Regions from separate parts of the Mus musculus genome. Here regions 1 and 2 are each linked to region 3. A link is a contact called in public HiChIP or PLAC-seq data. All regions are on one chromosome and are shown on one strand. Each heading gives the region's core, a stretch centred on a gene start, on an enhancer-like site or on the middle of the called end of the contact. The rest is flanking DNA. Distances are from core to core; before and after follow the strand shown.

Region 1 (4,328 bases), core at 1,027-3,526, 310 kb before region 3:
CATACTCCTACTAGCTAAATGTCAATATGAAATGCCTGTCTTCTCCAGGGTGGTCTACACATGCACTTTGAAGGTCCGTTGTTAAAGAAGATTGGAGAGATGACTGGAGAGATGTTCCCGTTAGTGTTACACGTTTCATCTGTAGGGAAGCTAGCCACGCACGACACTTTTGAAGCCTTATGTGAAGGATGGTAGATCTGTTGCTGTGACTCGGCTTCCCCAGATCTTGGTTATAGATTTCATCCATCGTCACTCTTGGCTCATGGCCGCTGTAAACACACTGTATACATATGTATGTATAAGCTGTGCCTCTTCAGGACAGGCTGCTGGAAATCCACTTGTGCAGATGGTTCCCAGGAAATGTCCATGTTCTATGGAAGGGCTCAGCTAATATGCAGTGGTATCAGTGGGGAGATCTTGGAAGTAAATGTCACCTTCATGCTACTCAGTCTCCTCAACCCCTTTCCTAATGAGAAGCAGGTGGTGACTGAATGCAAAGGAGGTTTGTTCCATGCCAACCTTGGATGTGTTTCATGTTTGGGAAATGCAGGCTGGGCAGTGGGGACTTAAGTGGCACCACAACCACCGTGTTCCCATGCTCCGGTAACTACGAGGACTAATTGCTGTGTTAACAAGAAGCGGGATTTATTCAGACTTGCTGGATAGAAGGGTACGTTCAATTTTCTACAAGTACAACTCAGTTCTGCTTCTGCCATTGCTTCTGCATTCCAAAGAGGCACTGATCAAAGGAAGTCTCCAGAAAACAGCAAGTCCCTACTGTACAGTCTGGGGTACCCCTGCTGCCGAGGAGAGCCCTGTAGGCTGGTGGCAGCTAGTGATGTCCTTGACTGTTCACTGTTACTCTCCTGCGTGCCTACCTATAGAGTTTTGAAATTGTTTCACATTCAAAGTAGATGTGCCAAATGAATCCAGAGAGGCTGCAGGAAAAAATCCAGGACCATTAGTGCCAGATGACCACAGGAAATGAGATCTTGAAAGGTGGTTTGAAAGTAATAGAGAAGAGAACAGCTAACATGCTGTTTCACAATGGATCACTTCTCCCCTTCATAGACTTTTATTATTTCACCAGTTCCCAAATGGTCACCTAACTCCCCCTCTAAGTCCTTCCAGTTTGTTTACTAGCCCAGCCAGGTCGATGATTACGAAGCCTGAGTCAGACGAAGTTATTCTCCTGCACATTTCCTTACAACAGTCTTATCTAACTCAGCAGACTCCCCAAAGCCATTCCCAAGGTCTGCAAGACTGTGTGCTCTGGTTTTATCACTTCCAGACCCTTTTTCCTCTCCATTTACTCTGCTATGACTACCTTTTCTTCCTTGTGGTACAAGCCATCAGAAAGTCTACCTTGGGAGTCTTTGTACTTGGAGGATCCTGTGCCTGAGGTACTTTCTCCCAGATTCCCAGACAACTGGCTTCTTCATTCAACCTCCCCTCAAAGTTCTCTTTCTCTGAGTCGGCCTTGTGCAGCAGCCTATAGAGAACAGAGTAGTGATCTGGCCTGACCTAGGTCTCAACAGCATCACTCTGGTTGGGCTAGTGGACAGACTGGCAAGGCTAAGATCAAGAAGAGCCCAGTGGGGATTCTTGAAGAATGCAAGTCAAAGCTTGGGTAGAGTCGGAGCAATGGCTTCCACCAACCCCAGTACCCCAGTGCTCATAACCTCTGACACGAGGAGAGAAATGCCACCCAGTGACTTCAGAGTCCCCAGACAATGGCCAGTTGAACATGCCACTCTCCATTTTCCCTATGTATGTACTAGACTTGGACCAGCCAAAAACACAGTATCAGAGAAGAAATGTGAGGGCTGGGCTAGGTATTCAAAACTCTAGCTTTTGGCTTAGATGAATCATAAGCTCTTTGATCCAGGGATTTATTCCCTAGAGGTCCACAATTCTTCATATACCAACAGCTAGCTTTTGACAACACACAAGGGTAATTTCTGAGTTAACAATTTTTTTCAAGCTTCATAGGTCAGCATTTGGTCTTTGCTTATCAAAAGAAAACATGTAAACCAATTACCTACATTACTATAGTCCAAATTTATTACCCCATACATCAAAAATACTTGACAATAAGTAGTCAAGAAAGAAATAATAATGGAGACAGGGGAAAGAATTCTTTACAAGAGTTGTAACTTGATTATCTAGCCCTGTCTTCAGTTCCCAGATTTCCTGTTACAGTGAGTCAGCTATGAACCCAGTGGGACAAGGCACTTCAGTGTTTAAAGAAAGTGGATGGGATACTTGAGGTTTGCTGTTGTCATTAAAAACGTGGCATGTGCTGAGCTGAGCTAGAAAGATAGCTGGTTGGATAAAAGTACTTATGCACAAGGCTGACGAACTCACTTCCATCTCTAGAGCCCATGATGAAAGGACTGAGTAACCCTGGAAATTATTTCTCTTACCTTCCACACACCTCTCATTAACAGCAACAACACAACAATAACAGCAGCAGCAGCAACAACGACAGCATTAACAACAACAATACAACTAAAATAAGAATTTTAAGACAAATAAACATTGGCATGTGTTTTTGTGTATTGTATTAACAGTATGCCATGATTTGAAAATGAGTGCAACGTTTATAGTGTGTCCTAAATGTATCATGTACCACAGAGCTTTAATGCTGTGAGCGTAGTTTACCAAAATGACCACATACCATGACGAAGAGGCCACAGGCTAGACTGTATGTACAACTGGGCCGAGTCTCGCTATTTCCAGAACTTGCTGTTACAGAAAGCACTTATGTCAGATGAGGCTGTTGTACTTCCCTGAGTCATTTCCCATGAGCACTTAATTTATTGCTATTTCTCAGATTACTCACTATTTTTTAATGTGGCTTTTTATTTGAGGAGGCTTGTCCGCTGAGGTACTCCAAATTATAATAACCAGCATGGTGACACAGTGTCTTTTGAACAGCTTCATAACTATGGGCACTTCATGAACTATATATATCATTTTATTTTCTTAGGGGTGACTGGAATGATTATTTTATAACCCAAGTTAGGCTGAACATCTATAAGATATGAGGTGAATTTGAACTTCTACAAGAATCCACCAAAAACCAGAGGATGCATTGGTCTCAGTCGTCCAGAAGCTGTTCAACAGTGGTGAGGTTTATCCAGGTCTCAAACATGCAAACAAAGGGAAGGTCACCTTCATTGTTGCTAGTTTCAGTTTCTTCTGGGAGCATCAGAGCCCCAAATGGCTCTATCCAACCCCTCCCTCTCCCCATCCCCCAACAGCATAGATTGCTATTTCCTTTGTCAATTACTGCCTCAGAATGTGGTACTTTTACCTCTGAGGTTCTGTACAGTTACTACATTCAGCTCGTCACTGTCATCAGCATAATATATAGAAGACATTTCCAGAAGGCCGGGTTAGTTGAGCCTGGCAGTGATAAGTCTTTCCTGAAATGGACCTTGACTAAGCTGGGATGAAGTCTTAGCAGACACTTGAGACTAATTTCTCTTCAGATTGCTTAGAGTTGGAAAGCTATTATTTGAAGTTAATAATTTAAGAATACCGTGTGTAGAAATACAATAATGCCCATTTAAATTTTCTTATCTTATAGAATGCACCAGGTGATAAAGTGATAAGAAAAGATTAAGCGAATCTGGACCCATTACCACAATATTTTTTTTGATGAACCATCCCATGTAATTGCTGTGCTTTTGATCATTTTCAATTTCCTAGAACATGTTGGACAGAGGTCATTGTGCAGTGTGAACTAAATACTGACTCGTAATATACAATGACCCTAATCTACTAATCTTTCTGCCTAGAATACCCTGAGTCAGCTTACAAATATTTTCCCCAGTCTGTTTGCAGACACTTATACAGGGGCACACAAAGAAGTCAGAGTATGGCAAGCTGACGATTCTCTTTCTTGTGTAATGTCCTTGCAGCTTCAGAGGACAGATGTGCCAACATGTAGATAAAGTTTGACGCATTGATTCGCTGTGCCAAAAGCTAAGCTCTTGAGAAACCTGATTTTCTCATTCAAAAGCATAATGTAGTCTCACTTCATATGCTTCTAAGTGACTTGAATGATCTTGTACTCGGGGTATATACAATGATTTACTTCAATATGCCTCCTTTTTTATGCACACAATAATGCAGTTAGCATCTAGGGAAATGTATATTTGCATACTTGAACAACTATTTCAATAGAATAAATTTCTGGAAGACAAATTTAGGTTTCAAGGAAATGTATATTTAAACAATAATAGGCATTACTAAAAGTCTTTGTTTCCACATTCTTGTCAGCTCTGGATATCAAAAATTTTAAATATTTATCAACTAGT
Region 2 (4,765 bases), core at 2,169-4,668, 330 kb before region 3:
TGCCTCTATTCCTGGTATGTACCCATGGTTCTAGCACAATTGCTTCTGCTAGATCATTTGGCTCAAGTAGTGAGATGCTCACACTGCAAAGCTATTTCTTTCTCTGGGCTTACTCAAAACATGCAGCAGACTGAATCATTCAATAAATGGACCAGAATGGGTTTTCCAAAGCATGATGTAAAGTGTCTTCAGATTCCAAGGATGTATCTCAGACATTGCACCTCTTTCTTGGAGGTGGGATGTGCAAAGTGCAATAGCTTGCCTTTTACCTCAGAGGGGGTGTCCTGGCGTGCTCTAGACTTCACAGTTCTAGAAACTTACCATTTTGGTAGTTTTTTCTTCTTTTTTTAACTTTCTGGTATGTATGTGTCTCCCCAGCCCATTAAAAATACCTACCATTCCCTATTCTGTAGCTCTGATTAATGCAATATTATCAATATAGCAAACTGTCATGAGTTTATATAGGATGCTGAAATGATCAAAGTTTATTTTGACTATATTACGACAATGACAACAAGGAAAGGCTGAGACAGGAAATGTGCAAAGCTATGTGTATCTGGTTATTATGAACTGCCTTTGATCCTTTCCAGATAATCACAGAAAAAGAATGCATTTGCCAATCAGTATTCACATCCCAAGAGCAAGACACTATGGTGGCGTCATTCTAAATCCAGCAGAAGTATAATATCAACTGTAATTGGGTCTATCCCACGGTTCAGTTTGTGAACTCCTATCAGCAACCATGATCTGTCTTATTTTTACAAAAGCCATATGGTTGAATTAAATGGAGATATAATAAGATCCACCACCTCTGCATGTTTTAAGTCCTTGAGGGTGGCTCTAATTTCAGATATTCTCTTTTGGATGCAGTATCACTTCTGATCTATCTTTGTTAAGGGTGGGATAGCTTCAAGGACTTGCCCTTGGTCTTGTGTGCCATGTTATGGTTTTTATTCCCTCAGGAGACCAATATGAAGTTGTCTTCCAGATATTATATGCATCTGTCCCAGTTATGCACATCAAAATCAAGGAAGTGAGCATATAGTGGAACCACAGAGTTCAGTAAGAGATGTTTTAAGCTGGACTCTATTTATCAATAGGTAACACCTGTAAATGTCAGTTTTACAAAGACTGTGATGGCGTTTGGGGTTTTATGGCCTCCATGTCAGTTCAGAGCCATATGCAGTAACTGTTAAAAATAATCAGGAAATTCCTTCTCCTTAGATTATATTTACTCTGATGAACAGTCACGAGCCTCTAGGGGAAGAACTATGATGATAGCTACTGATTTTCTCATTGTTGCATTGAGGGGAACAACCTGAAATCAAGAGTCCTGGTTCAGTATTGACAATAGACATTCCCAGGCAAATGTTCTGGCTCCTGCTATTAAATATTTTCTGGAATGGTATGGATAATGCCTTGGTATGGATAATGCCTTTCTTCCTAGAGAAGGGCTTTGCTTCCCTCTTATGCTGTGAAGACAGTTAATCTTAGCTATTGGTCTGCAGACAATGAGAAGAGGCAGGAGCAGATCTTGATACTATCTCCAAAGGCGTAGACCTCAGATGGACCATTTGTATGGCCCCTTTATCATCAGAGGCTGCTCACCCCAGCAAGAGGAAAGCAGTCACTTGTGCATATTCAAGGAAAGTTGGGAGGAAAGAGTCTCGAAGTATATCTGCCCAATATTCCCATATTAGGACTTACCTCTTCTATTCCATGGCCCCAAATTTATTGTAGGTACCTTGTAAATCTATCATGGGGAATAAAATATTATGTCCCATTATTCAATACACTTTGTAGGCTTCACAGCAGATCTCAGGTTTGATAGCTAACATTTTATTTTTCAATGCTTCTCTGATCATTAATAATAGCCACGTGATTCTACCACTACTACCATCCATAATCATTGCCTGAAAGTTCCTTGTGCTGGAGCTATGTTAGAAGTGAATGTAGCCCTTTTTACCTAGACCTCTCCCACAGCTCACCTGAGGTCAGCATTCTAGTTAGAAATGTATTCATGTAGATATAGAAATGGTATCTTGCTGGGGTCTGATTAGTCAGTTCTAGAATTTCATCCTAAAGATCTTTTTCTTTGGTCTATGCTATCACCTGATTTTTAGATAACTATAACAATTAGCTTTTGCTGTGTTACCAACCATATCAGAACTTACTGGATTTTAACATCAACCTGTACTGAACTTTACTTGGGTGTTCCTTCTCACTACCCATGTTGGCTAGGACTTGTTCAGCAATCAGTCATTTGGATGTTAGTTCTGCTGATCTCAGCTAAGCTTTCCACCTCAATAGACTGAAATGACTTACTCCAGCCCACATGTTTGTTCATTATTTTGCTTACAGCATAGCCCTCATAGCAGAGGCTAAGACCCATGAGAGTGGGCAGAAGTATGGAGTTATCATTTAGGTCTTGGCTCAGAACTTGTAATACCTTTTTAAATTGCATTTCCAAAAGTAAAGCAACTCACAAGGTCATACTAAAATCAGTGAGTTGGAGAAATAGTCTCCCTTTTTGACCTGAGAAGTTACAAAGTCAAGTTGGCAAAGGCAATGAAGTAAGAGGATAATTGCATCCATTTTTGCCACCAACTAACGTGTTGTCCTCTACTACCTGCCAACATATCCAGACAAGGCACTGATTGCAAGAACTTATTTGAAAGATGGTTCTAAGGGGTTGAGCAAATTGCCAAAGAAGTGTGAGAGAGAAAGAGATGGAACATGCATCAAGGGTGTGTTCATGGAATGGTTTCCAAGGGGATTGCATGGGACATCTTGGAGTCTCTGAAGAACCTTCAGAGTTGCCTCAGCAGAAGGGAAGGAAAAACCAAGTCTGTGAGGCACTGTCTCCTGTCTCTCCTTGCTTGAGGACTGATCTCAGGTGGTGAAGAAGAAGGGAGGGTTTAACATATGGAGAAAGATTGTATACACATGTATATAAAGGGGGGGGGTTCTCAGTAGAGATGGAAAATGTGACCAACCTATGAAACAGAATTTCCCTCTGACCCTTAGATGGACAGGTTCATTTCTGTGAGTTCTAGAAGAAACCCCTTGGTATAAGCAAATAGAGTGAACAATTTCAAACAGCAATGACATTGCCTTGTAAATGAAATTGCCACAGGATTTGACCAGGAGATAATCAGTGGGCATCTTGGCAAGGGTTGTTTTATTTTTAGTAGTGAGAACCAAAGTTTATTTGAAATAGGGGGAAGAAATAACAGGAGAAGAGATGGAGTAAAAAGCATAAAAATATTCATATGGAGGATGCAATAAGAGTGGACTAGAATCTAGAAGTGAGGTGAAGAACAAGTGAGGGCTTATCATATTGAGATTGTATGCCAGTGTATACAAATGAGGATTGCTCAAGAGAGTTGGAAAATGTGACCAACATATGAATCAGAATGGGAGACCTTTGAGACTGTTGTCACTGTGGAGATGGACAGAGGTAGCAAGTCCTTCATGGTATTCAATATCCTCTCCTTCAGGAGGCATTCCCTGATATGTATGCAGTGCAAGATGGAGAGCCTCTGGGAAGCACTGGCCACTGTTGTTGTTAGCACTAAGCCCTGTTTGTGCTTCCTTTTCATTTTTAAACCTTGCCTTACTGTAAGACACACCCAACTCAAGCAGGGATCATGTCTGCCTTAATCAATGCCTAGTCACCATCTCACTGCAGATAACTAAACAAATATTTATTGAGTGAACGAGTCTATTGATTGACAGAATAAAAGAGCTTGCTAGTCATTGCTTCATGTGATAGGGAAGTTCCACTCTGACAGGTTCAATCCTATGGGCCATAGCCATCACATACATCATTATAGAGCAGTGGTTTTCAGCTTTCCTAATGCTGGAACCCTTAATACAGTTCCTCAAGTGGTGGTGACTCCCAACCATTAAATTATTCTTGCTGCTACTTCACAACTGTAGTTCTGCTACTGTTATGAATCATAATGTAAATATCTGTTATGAAGATGATCATAGGCAACCCCCTGTGAATGGGTCACAACCCACAGGTTAAGAATCACTGGGATAGGGGTTGCCAGGCACCAGCTCTGGGATTTTAAGTGTGTACTGCATGCTTAGCTTTTAACATGGGTCCTGGGAATCAAACTCAGGAATGTAAGTTTATGTACCCAACACTCGAGTGACTGACCTGTCTTCCCAGCCATACCAGCCACCCCTAATAGAGAAACTTAACTTTTCAAGTGCATTATCTTGGCCAAAGACAGTTTCACTGGTGTGGTGGCAACAAAAAGTCTCTTTGAAGTGGAAAAGGGGGCATGATCAGAAGGACTTTGCAGGCCCATCCATTAGTTCCCCACTAACCTCCTCTTTAGATCTAATTCTACATGATTCTCCCCCTCTGCCCCCTGCCCCGCTCCTAATTTCCCCAACATCATCAGCAAACATTTGAAATTCTGGCAGAAGTGAAAGAAACTACAATAGTTGTACCGATAGATTGATTAGCTTCCCTTAGATTTCCTGGTGGACAGGTTTGTTAGCTTTCGTTGGTAGCCGTTCAAACACCTGCCACTCAAGGGTTCCGGTACAAGAGGGAGAAGCAGCCTTTCCTCCAGCTAGCTTGCCTGTGAACTCTCTGTGGGTGTGTGACTTTACAGAAATAGAACGGCTCTGGCGGTTACTTAGGATTGCAACACAGCGAAACGTGAAATTGCTTTGCAGCTGTTCTTTGCAAAACGGACCCATTCAATACGGTCTTATTTTTTTCCATTTAAGATTCCTAATGACA
Region 3 (4,297 bases), core at 1,602-4,101:
AGTATATTTCTATCCTATTTTCTCTATCTTAGCCCTTCACAAATTCTCCCCATTTCCCTACCCAGTCAACTTTGTTTTATGTTTTCACTTTCTCAAATAAAAAAACACAAATAACAACAACAATAATAATAACAACAATAAGAAATGACAAAACAACACAAAAACCTAAAAAAAAAAAAAGGACTTTGTTTTGTGTTGGCTAGCTACTCCTGAGCTTGACAACTACCTTGAGGTGTGGCTGTTATACCCAGTTACTCTACATTGAAAACACCTGATATTTCTCTTGCCAACAGGTATCAGCTATAAATAGTTTCCTGGTTAGGGGTGGGACCCTCTGTTTACTTCCTCCTCTCGGTACTGGGATTCTACTTGGCTTGAATTTATGCAGGATTTACACATGCTGCCACAGTCTCTGAGTTTATATGACCATCAGTCCTGCTGGGTCTGGAAGACAATGTTACCTTGGAGTCATCATGCATAAGAGTTTTGTCTGCATGTGTGTATGTCCACCACATGTGTGCCTTGGTGCCTGCAGAAGAGGCCATTGGCTCCCTCTGGAACTAGAGCTGTGCATGGTTGTAGGTCAGCATACAGATGCTTCAAACTAAGTTCATGTCCTCTGCAAGAGCGCCAAGTGCTCGTAATCACTAAACCAACTCTCCAGCCCCAGATCACTTCTTTTTTTATCAATGTCTGGTGCTTGAAGCAGAAAAGTTTCAAGTTGCCTTGGCTCATGGTGCTGGAAAGCCAGCAGCTACACACCCTTGTATTTTAAGGTTTATTCGTCTCTGAAACTGTTACCCATAGAAAACTGAGACTACCCCAGGGAAACGCCATGCTAAAATTATTTCATTCATAGTTCTCTATAAATCTTTTTACATTTCAATAAAAATAGAACAAACTTTTATAGGAATTCAACAAATGTATGATACATGGATTGTTCCAAAGGTAGGACTACTTCTAGGAGTGGTCATTTGAGACAATTGTTCTAAACAAAGTTTTCAAGAGAGACATAAAATGTCTTTTAGGACACTTTTAACTAAAGCAATGCTTCAAATACCAGATTAGCAGGATAAGCAGATAAGCATGGTTCAATAAGGAAGCAAACAGCATGAGAAGCCATGACACATTGTGGCAGGAGGTGTTGAGATAAATATTTTCTTCAATGTGTTAAAATATAGTTAGTAATTCTATATGCTTCTGGGATTCTTAAGCAGATACATTTATCTACAGTATAATGAGATTTGCATCTACAAAAGAAAAATTGTTATTTCAGGCTTAGAGAGGTGGCTCAGTGGTTAAGAGCACTCACTAACTGCTCTTCCAAAGGGCTTGAGTTCAATTCCCAGCAACCACATGGTGCCTCACATCCATCTGTAATGATATCTGAGGCCCTTTTTCTGTTGTGTCTAAAGACAGCAACAGTGTACTCATAGACATACAGTAAATAAATAATTAAAATGATTAAAATTTCTGTCACTTAGTGATGTCATGGATGCCATTTTACAGAAGATAATACTATAAAACTATATATTGTATCATGTGGGTAGCAGTACTTAGATGCCCTCTGTGATAGTTTGCATATGCTCTGCCCAGGGAGTGGCACTATTAGAAGGCATGGCCCTGTTTGAGTAGGTGTGGCCTTATTGGAGTGGATGTGTCACTGTGGGTGTGGGCTTTAAGACTCTCATCCTTGCTGCCTGGAAGCCAGTGTTCTAGAAGCAGTCTTCAGATGAAGATGTGGAAATCTCAGCTCCTTCTGTACCATACCTGCCTGGATGCTATCATGCTCCAGCCTTGATGATAATAGACTGAATCTCTGGACCTGTAAGCCAGCCCCAATTAATGTCATTTTAAGAGTTGCCTTGGTCATGGTGTCAATCCACAGCAGTAAAACCCTAGCTAAGACACTCTCTTTATCATCTCTCTTTTTGTGAAAAGGAGAAGTGAACACAAACCCCTCCCCTAACCAAAAAGTTATTTCCAATTGATACCTGCTAAAAGAGTGGAATTCAGTGCTCTCCAATAGAAGGTCATTGAGCATGCTGACCACACTCCAGGGTAGACAACATGCCCAGGAGCAGTTGGCCAAAACACAAAATAATTCCATCGTTTTGTGTGTTCTTTCTTTTGCTTTGTTTTGGTAATATATTTTGTCTTATTGGGAGAGGGTTGTTTGTTTTGATTTTCATATTTTCATTTCGTCATTTTGGTTGCTTTTTCTTTAGACAGAGCTACAGACTGAGAGAGTGAAGGAAGAAAAAAGAAAGAGAAAGTTGGGTGAATAGGGAGGTATGAGGGTCTGGGAGGGTTTGGGGGATGGAAAAATGCAATCAAAATAGATTGCATAAAGATTTTATAAGTAAGTGGGGTGTGGTGGTACATGCCTGTAATTCCAGCATTCAGGAACTGTAGGTGTGTGCACATGAGTGTGGGTGCTTATTGGAGTCAGAAGTATAGAATCCCTCAAGATCAGGTGCTACAAGCAGTTGTAAGCCACACAGTGTGGCTAAAAACTGAATGGGGCCCTCAGCAAGAGCACAACATGCTCTTAGTCATTGAATCATTCCTTAAACCCCATCTTGTTCTTTTACTACGTCAGAGGCTGTGTCAAGTGATCAGCCCGGACACGCTAGGCTTGTGTAAATGCACCCCATGATGGGCACTCAATGAAAAAGTTCCCCTGTGTTCTATTTCTTAGGACACTGTCTGTCCTACCATTAAGCAATGCAGGCTGCACATAGTTTTCCTCTGTGCCATTTGTGCTCTGACCTGCAGGTCTCTCAGACCTGGTGTACGTAAATCTCGGGTGCTGTGATGATTAAGCTTGCTTGTTAGTTCTGGGTGTGTCTATAACTGTTTACACAAAGCTATGAGTGAACGTGGAAGACCTTCCCTGAACGAGGAGTGCACTGGGCCCTAGGCTGGAGTCCGGGACTGAATAAAAGGGGGAAAGCAAGCTGAGCTTCTGCATCCATCTCGGGATCCGTTATAGCAGCAGATACCGCATGACCAGTTCCTCGCTATCCTGCTGCCATGACTCCCCCGCCATGGTTGACTGTTCTTTCAAACTGCGAGCCACAACTCTTTCTTCTTCCTTAGGTTGCTTTTGACAGGTATTTTTGCAGGAATGAGAAAACTAACATGAGTGCCATTAAAATAGAATCTCTAAGCATTATACATACTACATAAGATATGGTATATAATGTACATAAAATTTATAGTAAAACATATATTTTTACATATTAAAAAGTAATATATACATATATATTACATAAAAATACTTCTTTACAAGAACACTTTTATACACAACATTGTTTTGCTTCATCAGGAAAAATATACCTGGAAGTCTAATTTCTAGAAAAGAAATGTAAAAATATGAATTTCACTTTCATTCTTGGAAGTGTAGCTCTAGATCATCTTTCAAGGAAATTTTGCCTGAAGACCAGCTTCCACAACAAAGGTTGATAGCATCACTTCTCCGTAATCTCACCCTATGACTGAGAGTTAAAACAACACACAGTTCAAGCAGCATTGGGACACAAATTTTGATGGCCGTAATATGTCATTTATGCTTTTAAAAAAATCTATGTTTTCCCAAGTAAAAACCAATGTATTCAGAATTCACTGAAATACTCACAATGGTGGGACCATGCATAATTTAACAACCCAGGAACCCCTGCTGTTAATGTTTGGGTTTCTGTCTTCTCAGATTTATGTTTTACATCTTACATATATTTAAATTCAAATGGCATCACACACACTATTATAAAAAAATGCAAACATATAAAATTAAAAATGAGTAAATGCCAAGCATAAGTATGGAAGAGATTAAAAATTATAATAAAGCATAATGTATAGCATCCTATTTTTGAACTAAACTCACAACAAAAAGGCCACTCTGTGCAAAAATAAAAGCACCGAAATTGCTCGTGAAAAAAATTAAGATGGCATAAAATAACAACTGTAGAAAAATATGAGAGACAGAAGTTTCACTCCAAAAGGTTCTGGCTTTCGAATGTTTTTCCAGCAAACTCCTCAGACTTTTAAGGAACAGAATCCTCAAGCTAAACAAACAGTTTCAGAGTCTAAAACAGGGAAGGACGGTTAAACCAAGTGGCTTACACAAGAGAATTGAGACGCTGTCAGGGACGGGACTAGAACACGTGACATGAAGAAGGACAACAGGAACGGTGAGCAGGGAGGAGGAAGGGGGAAGGGCAAGAACCAAAATCAAGTCTGAAAATGCCAGAAAAAAAAAAAGAAAAACAGTTACTTTGTATCTAAATAAAATAAA

Evidence for each region. HiChIP or PLAC-seq counts read pairs in DNA pulled down with a chosen protein or histone mark.
Region 1: a contact with region 3 is called in an HNF4G HiChIP or PLAC-seq map of pancreatic cancer cells. The contact joins two enhancer-like sites. A contact is called at or near these places in 1 of 15 datasets of contacts at CTCF or cohesin (the NIH/3T3 cell line), 1 of 484 Hi-C or Micro-C datasets (embryonic fibroblasts) and 2 of 115 datasets of contacts at active chromatin or transcription factors (the SCID.adh cell line and pancreatic cancer cells).
Region 2: an HNF4G HiChIP or PLAC-seq map of pancreatic cancer cells shows a contact between it and region 3. The contact joins two enhancer-like sites. A contact is called at or near these places in 3 of 484 Hi-C or Micro-C datasets (CD8 T cells and cerebral cortex) and 4 of 115 datasets of contacts at active chromatin or transcription factors (CD8 T cells, the SCID.adh cell line, bone marrow-derived macrophages and 1 more).

What each region holds. Positions count from the first base shown.
Region 1 is chr13:37,107,524-37,111,851 of GRCm38.p6, reverse strand. No RefSeq gene overlaps it. Among named protein-coding and RNA genes, the nearest start is that of Gm30549, 39 kb to the right of the region's middle. Within about 2 kb of position 2,276, at least 13 of the 459 cell types and tissues checked have an H3K27ac peak or open chromatin away from gene starts, as enhancers often do. A contact at or near this core is called in pancreatic cancer cells, where this site is marked.
Region 2 is chr13:37,130,709-37,135,473 of GRCm38.p6, reverse strand. No RefSeq gene overlaps it. Among named protein-coding and RNA genes, the nearest start is that of Gm30549, 62 kb to the right of the region's middle. Within about 2 kb of position 3,418, at least 17 of the 459 cell types and tissues checked have an H3K27ac peak or open chromatin away from gene starts, as enhancers often do. A contact at or near this core is called in pancreatic cancer cells, where this site is marked.
Region 3 is chr13:36,801,670-36,805,966 of GRCm38.p6, reverse strand. No RefSeq gene overlaps it. Among named protein-coding and RNA genes, the nearest start is that of Gm30489, 20 kb to the left of the region's middle. Within about 2 kb of position 2,851, at least 3 of the 459 cell types and tissues checked have an H3K27ac peak or open chromatin away from gene starts, as enhancers often do. A contact at or near this core is called in pancreatic cancer cells, where this site is marked.